Regions from separate parts of the Oryctolagus cuniculus genome. Here region 1 is linked to region 2. Evidence: chromatin contacts called from public Micro-C data. All regions are on one chromosome and are shown on one strand. The core of a region is the stretch at or near the end of the contact, and the rest is flanking DNA. Distances in the headings are between cores, read along the strand shown. Region 1 holds the start of TP53 (tumor protein p53). Region 2 holds the start of POLR2A (RNA polymerase II subunit A).

Evidence for each region. A called contact is a pair of places that touch in the nucleus more often than the background predicts.
Region 1: a contact with region 2 is called in a Micro-C map of ear pinna, with 1.9 times the contacts expected there. The contact joins the promoter of TP53 here to the promoter of POLR2A in region 2. A contact is called at or near these places in 2 of 6 Hi-C or Micro-C datasets (ear pinna and an unstated tissue).

Annotation. Positions count from the first base shown.
Region 1 is chr17:52,226,550-52,230,230 of mOryCun1.1, forward strand. TP53 (tumor protein p53) reads right to left here and starts at 1,311. Exons shown (of 11, transcript NM_001082404.1): 1 at 1,213-1,311. It overlaps WRAP53 (WD repeat containing antisense to TP53), which reads left to right and starts at 1,581. Exons shown (of 11, transcript XM_070061338.1): 1 at 1,581-2,795; 2 at 2,930-3,028; 3 at 3,206-3,317. The coding sequence starts at 3,307.
Region 2 is chr17:52,049,974-52,053,642 of mOryCun1.1, forward strand. POLR2A (RNA polymerase II subunit A) reads left to right here and starts at 1,456. Exons shown (of 29, transcript XM_051825245.2): 1 at 1,456-1,957. The coding sequence starts at 1,865. It overlaps SLC35G6 (solute carrier family 35 member G6), which reads left to right. Exons shown (of 2, transcript XM_008270780.4): 2 at 1-111.

The DNA of each region.
Region 1 (3,681 bases), core at 61-2,560, 180 kb after region 2:
GACAGTTTAGAAAAGCGACAGGCACATCGGGCCACGGTGCCCAGGGCCTGGGACACACCGGGGCACCGCCACGCCCCGCGCGGTGCAGCAGCAGGGCACACGGACCCCGCCGGCCCCGCCGCCGCCCGCGGGCAGGACCCCGCCGGCCCGCCCCTTCCGCTTTTACGACGTCCGGACTGCGTTTGGAATTGGTATGGCTTAGCCCAAAACCGGATACTAGAGAAGCTGTTTCCCCTACACAGACGAATGGCCTGTCATTGCACACTTCCAGAATTCGATTCCCCAGCGGACCCATTTCCGAAAATACTTGGTTTTGCCATCTGTAACGTGTTCGCCTCCCCCCCCGTCCCACAGAATGGTAGCGTCCACCTAGGCTGCGAGGGGGGCAGGGTGGAGCGCACCATTCAGAGGCGGGGGGAGGGACGGAGGTGTGCATCAAAACAAATCCTCCCTTCTTAGCAAAAGCAGGAGCCAAGTCATCCAGAGGGCAGAAAAGGTGGGAAATGATAGACACCTCTCCCGCAAGGAACAGAAATCAGCCTGAAAGACACTAGTTTCTCTCTCCCCCCACCCCCCGCATAGGGGGAACCGTGAGCCGCTCCGCAAAAAAGAAACCGGAAATGCTCCTGCAAGTGGCAGAAATGTAAATGTGGAGCCAAACAATAACAGGGCTGCCGAGCCTCTCAGGCCGGGACGGTCTCCCCGGCTGCCTTGAGCAAACCCTCTGCTCGGCGCGTCCCACGGCCGCCCGGCTTTGATCGGAGTTTCTCCATCCGGCGGAGCCGGCGGCCGGCTGCGATGACCACTTCGGGGAGACAAAGGTCCGGAAGTCCCGAGACCCGAGCGCTCTCTTCGGAACGGAGCCCGAGGTTTCCCTCCGCTGCCCTGGACCTTACCATCTCGGGCCTAGAGGTCCGAGTCTCGCGATGTGGAAACCTCAGCCCCCAAGGCTTAGTGCATGTTATTTCGGGGGCGAAGTAAACCTGGGGCTGGCTCAGGTCCCCCCGAAAGCCCCACTCCCCTGCCCAGCGTTCGCACCCAGGCCTCCCGACGCGGCACTCCTCTGTTCCTCCCGCCAGCCGGCCTCTCGCTCCCACCGAGCCCCCGTCCACCCCCACTGCCCCACCCCCAGCTGCGCCCCTAGATGAAAATGCAAGGTGCCCAGAGCCAAATCCCTTAGAGGGGACGCATCAGTCCCAGTCAAGGCCTTACCCAGTCCTCAGGAGAGCGTGTCACGGCCCCGGGCGGCACGCTCCGGCCACGGACGCCAGGTGCCCCCGCAGCCCAGCGGCTACCTGCTTCCCGGACGGTGGCCCCGGACTTTTGAGGCGCTCAAAACTTTTAGCGCCAGTCCGAGCACATGGGAGGGGAAAACCCCAATCCCATCAGCCCCCGCGAGGCTCCTGGACGGTCGCCATGACAAGTAAGGGCAAGTCATTCGCCTGCCGGCGTGAGGCGAAGGAAATGGAGGGTGTGTGTGTGGAGAGAGTCAGGGTTCTTGCAGCCTCGGTGCTGTAGCGGCTAACATTTTGTCGCGGCGAAGTTCTGCAGGCCAGGGCTGTGAGGGCAGAATTGGCGGAAACCATTTTGAATATAAAGGGTGGAAGGAAGAAAGCTCTTGTCTTCGCCGCTTCCCTCTTGTCCGCAACACTGCCCTGATAGCTAGTTTCTTCTCATCAGCTCAACCGTAACCTTCTAGAAGGGCTTTCCTTAACGTCCCAGTCTAACGCGTCCCCCAAGTACTTCATATCACACCATCTTGTTTAGTTTCCCTCACAACCGTTCTCACTATCTGCAGATCTAGTCACCCTTTCCCACACAGCAATGCAACCTTCTGAGGACAGAGAACCTGTCTATTGTCATCGTTGTGTTCCCCAGTGGCTCGTGCAGTGCAGGGTGGCAAGAGCTTGATAATACATATTTACTGAATGAATGGAGAGAGACAGAGGGCTGAGGAATTGGCGAATGGGATGCAGAAGAGGTGTAAAAGCTGCAAGGTCAGGCGCCCTCTGCAGGCTGAGGCGGGTAGGCGCTTTGAGAATTGTCGTGGGAGACGGTAGGGGGCGCTCTGGTACTTCTCGCCAAGGCGGACGCGTTCAGACTACAACTCCCAGCAGCCACGAGGAGCCGTAGGGCTTTATGGGAATTGTAAGTCTTAAACCTGTAAGGCCCCCGCCTCGCCCCGACGTGGTTCGCCCGCGAAATCCGCTCCGGGGTGCGGAGGTCCAATCGGGACGAAGGTGGGCCCAAGTCCCGCGAGAGCCAGTGGCGTGTAGCTACCACGGTGCTGAGAGACGCCGGCTCTCAGTGCTGTTCTCGCCTCCCGCTCCCGGAGGAGGCAGGAAGGCGCGGGTGGGCTCCTCCAGGTCTGCGTCGCGGTTCCCGGGAGCTTCGGAGCCGTCCTGGCCGCCCGGCCGAGGCCAATGCCTGCCGCACTGCTTCTGCAGTATGAAGGCGTCGGAGGCTCAGCCCTCAGCTCCGGGGGACCAGGCCCCCGCTGCAGCCGGTCAGTCTCCGCGGGCTTCCTCGGTGGATAAAACTCCGGATCCCGAACCGATGCCGCCGGCGCCCGAAGGCAGCGATCGGCCCCGGGCGTCCCCGGGTGCGGTGCCTGGCTCAGGGTTCCCCCAGGAGCTGGGCGCAGGAGACCCAGATTCTCTGTCCGCTCTGCAAGCCGAGTTCGATACCGAGCTGGGTCCGCCGGTGCAGGAGCAAGAACTTGGCGAAGAGGCGAGCCTCGCTGCAGAAGCCGCGGACGGGGCGGCCGCGGAAGGCCTGTCGGAGGAGGGAGACACGTAAGTGGTGGCGGCGGCTGGCCGTGGCCTCCGAGGCGAGTGCAGGTGTGAGCAGGACCTTGACCGCCGGCCCCCAGGCCCGTCTGCCCGTGGCTCAGCGCCCCAGGTTTGTTGTTCCTCCGTCTTCCTTCCAGCCTTTGGAACTACAGCTTCTCCCAGCTGCCCCGATTTCTCAGCGGCTCCTGGTCGGAGTTCTGCGCCCAACCCGAGAACTTTCTGAAAGGCTGTAAGTGGTGAGTAAGGGTAGCGGGGCCAGAGGTTTGCACCTTAAAGCAGCGTGGGAGAGGGGTGAGGCGCCCTTTTTAGGACCTAGGCCTTTGTGTCTTGCACCCCCAGAGGTCAGCTTAGCCCTAGCGCTCGGCTTGGGCCGCTTGGCTCTGGCCAGGATTCTAACCCTTTCCTATTTTTAGGGCTCCTGACGGTTCCTGCATCTTGACCAACAGTGCTGATAACATCCTGCGGATTTACAACCTGCCCCCGGAGCTGTACACTGGGGAGGAACAGGTGGAATATGCCGAAATGGTAAGGGGAGGGGCTTGGCAGGCACCTTCATGTAGCTGGAGAAAGTGTAGACCACGGCTTTCCTGTTCACACACTTGTCTTCCCTGTGAATTTACAGATCTACATATCTGTTTGAAAGGCAGAGTTATAGAGAGAGGGGGAGAGTGGGAGAGAGATCTTCCATCCACTGTTTCACTCCCCAGGTGGCCGCCAACAGCCATGGCTGGCCAATGCTGGGAGCCAGGAACTCTGCCTGGTCTCCCACATGGGTGGCAGGGGCCTAAGCACTGGGGCCATCTTCCGCTGCCTTCCCAGACGCATTGGCAGTGAGTTTGGATAGGAAGTGGAGCAGCGGGACTGGCATTCATATGGGATGCTGGTGTCA
Region 2 (3,669 bases), core at 206-2,705:
GAGTCGGGGGTTGGGGGGGCAGGGGTAAATAGGACAGACTGGAATACAAACGTGGGACAGCAAGTGACAGGAGGAGAACTGGTGTGGGGCAGGGACACCCCTCGGAGCCCAGGGCGGCCTGGGGACTTGGTAGAGAGAGCGACCACCTGGAAGACCCACAGCAGCAAGCCAGGGTGTCTAGGCTGGGTCCCAGCAATCAGTATAGCTACGGGGTAGGGTCTGAGGAGCCTGTCCCACGAGGCTGAGGCAAGGGGCTGTGGGCCATGGGGAGGATTCCCTCGGTAGCAGAGAGAGGAGCACTGAGGGTGGAGGGCGCAGTGTGCTCAGGCAGATGGAACAAGCAGCTGCGCTGGGGGAGGGGAGCGTGCTTTTCCTCCTCCCTGGGCGACAAGAAAGATGATTTCCTCTCCTTGTGGTTGTGCCCCCACCACTTGGGGTGATGACGTGACACTGACATCAAACAAGGATCACGCTGAACGCGGCTGTGCAGCCGGTGTCATCTTGGCTTTGGAGGGAGAGTGGAAATCCTCCACGGCTCTCAGTGGAGTCTCTCCGGGGATGTTCTCACCCCCACCCTCCCCTCCGGTTATTGCGGAACTGTTCTAGAAGGTGGAGGACTTCCCAATGCTCAGATTCCTTGATTTCCCCCCCCCCCCCCGCTCCCCGGCCCCCGCCACGGACAACACAACCGACCCCCAATTCCCCAGGACTTTCGTGTGCCGCCCCGTGGCTAATCTGCTTTTCCCGGATTGTCCCGGTCTCGTGATCTCTGCTGGACAGTGAGTGGCCACTCCTTCCGGAGCAAGCCTCTTGAAGCGGCTCAGGCCGGGAATCTGGGACTAAGGCTCGGTACAGCCCTTCTCCCCCGCACCCTCTTCCCGGTTAGAGGCCAGGAGATACCCCACTCGTCCCAGGAGGCTACTTCCGGAGGCGCAACTGGCCTCGCCATCTTGGTCTATTCATGCATATTCACAGCGAAACTGCATATTCAAGAGCGAGGACAGCCCCAGCACCGCCCCTCCCTCCGGAACCCGCTCAGGAGGAGCCGGCCGGCCCCGCCTCCATCACGGATTCGCAGAACACACCATTTCCCAGCTGGGGGAGGGGGGCGGGCGTCAAGGAGAGTCTTTTGCTGAAGACGAAACCATACTCCAAGCTGAAATAAAAGCGGCCTGATTTTACCCTCGATCCTTCACACCTTCAACCTTAATGCCAGAGCGGGCAGCGAAGCGAGGCGGCGCGCTTTTACGAAAAAAAAAATATATATATATCCCCCCTTCCCCGTCACTTCAAAAGGTCGCCAGATCGGGGAGCCGCGGAGGAGGCTCAACGGCGGGAGCGCGCGCGTCCCGTGCGGCCCGTCGCGGGCGGCCCCGTAGCGCAAGGGAGGGCGGGAAAGGAAGGGGCGGGGACTCAGGGGCGAAGCTATAAAGGCCGTCATTCGGCCGGTTCGCTTCTCAGAAGCGCCGAGAGCGCGGCCGGGGCGGTTGAGAAGAAGGCGGCTCCCGGAAGGGGGAGAGACAAACTGCCGTGCCCTCCGCCGTTCAGGAGCCCGGTTACTTATTTATTCGTTAACCTTTTTCTTCTTCCTCCTCCCCGAAACCTTTTCCTTTTCCCCTCTTTTTATTTTTTCCTTTTTGGGAGCCGAAAAAAATCTCCGGAAAGGGGGAGAAGGGCTCTTTTCGCTCCTTTTTTCACTTCCCCGCCTCTTTCCCTCCCCCACCTCTCCCTCCTCCGGCTTTTTCCTCCCAACTCGGGGAGGTCCTTCCCGGCGGCCGCCCCGACGGGGTCTGAGCGCCTAGGCGGAGGCGGCGCAGGCTTTTTGTAGCGAGGTTTGCGCCTGCGCAGCGCGCCCGCCGCGGCCATGCACGGGGGTGGCCCACCCTCCGGGGACAGCGCATGCCCGCTGCGCACCATCAAGAGAGTGCAGTTCGGAGTCCTCAGTCCGGATGAGCTGGTAAGCTGCTCGGTCCTCCCTCGCCGGCGGGCGGGGCTGGAAGGTGGCTGCGGAAACTTGGCGTTCTCCCTGCCCGCGGGGAAGCCGAGTTACCGGCGCCAAGGCTGGCGGTGTGCGGGCCAGCCTCGGGACCCCCGCACCCCCGGCAACTCCCTAACAGAGCTACATTTTGCAAGGATTTGAGCAAGTGTAGGGCTGTGTCGGAGTCGGGGTGACTGGCTCCACACCGCGGAGTTAACCCTGGTTCAGCGAGATCAGACACATCCGAGGGGATCTGTGCTAGTTTGCGTGGCAAAGCCAAGCCCCAGGTTTCCCTCTCCCCCCTCCATAAATACTGATTGAGCTCCTGGCTCGTGGTAGGACAGACGCTGGGGAGACGGCGTTGGACTGGCCAGTCTCCTGGGGGAAAGGGCAGTTGAGCATTGTGAATAAAGGAGTGAATGAGATAATTTGGAGTGCTTTGAATAAAAGCGAAACGGGATAATGCTATGGAGAGTCCCTGAGGCTGGGCGACTTTAATTGGGGTGGTGTCAGGGTCTGGGAAGAAGGTGACATGACCCGATTGAGAAGCAGCCATTTCAACTCGGATTCTGAGGCAAGAAGACACAGCAAGTGCAAAAGGCCTGAGAGAGGAATGGATTGACCGTGTCCCAGGCTCACAGGCCAGTATGGGTGGGCTTCAGTGGGTGAGGAGAGGATATTACGGAAATGGGCTGGAGAAGTGTGGGATATCACGGTTAAGAACTCAAGGTATAATCCTATTTTCAGTGGAAGCCGGTGGACAGTTAGAAGCAGGAGAGTGACTTCAAGTTTACATTTAAAAACATGCTGCTGTGGTTGCTCTGTCAAGAACCGATTGGGGGAGGGGGGAAGAGTAGGGTTAGTCCCAGGGGAGAGCGGTTGGGACTTGGACACCTTCCTTAGCGGAGCTCACAGGAGGGAGCCAGTTGGCCGGGGAGAGTGTAGTTTAATGGCTGTGTGTGGACGGATTTGATTTTGGTAGGGGACAGCTCAGCTGTGTCCTGAGTCGGAACGTCCTGACCTCACACCATACCACAGAACAAATTCCAGATGGAGTTTACAAAAGCCCTAAGTCACGGGTGCAAAAATACAGAAGGCTGTGGGAGGGCTGATACCAGGGGCAGCAGTCCTTAATGGTAGTAAAATTACCTGTACATCTTACGGAGTTTCTAAAATGAGCTAAGCATTATGCAAGAGCAGGGCAGATTTCCTACATAAAAATAAGAGCCATTTCTTTTATCAGAAACCAGGAACAGAACTAACTAAAGAAAACATCAGCAAACAGTATTTGTAGTGCGGTAGGCACGGTTAGACTTCTTAATGCATATACAAAGGAACATTTAGAAATTAGGAAAATACACGTCTATAAAGGGAATAAAGGAAATAAACAGGCAGTTCACAGAAATTGCGCAAATGCAGGCGTTTGGTGTAGTGGTTAAGTTGCCGCTTAGGGCGCCTGCACCAGTTGTCAGCGTCTAGTTGGAGGCCTGGCTCCTCTGCTTCCATTCTAGCTTCCTGCTAATGCACACTCTGGGAGGCAGCAAGGGGAGGCCCACGTGTGGGTCTCTGGCACCACTAAGAGACCTGGATTGAGTTCTGCGTTTGTCTTGGCCCAACCCTGGTTGTTGCAGACTGTTAGGAAGGGAACCAGCAGATGGAAGATCACTCTGTCTTTACGTTTCAACTTAAAG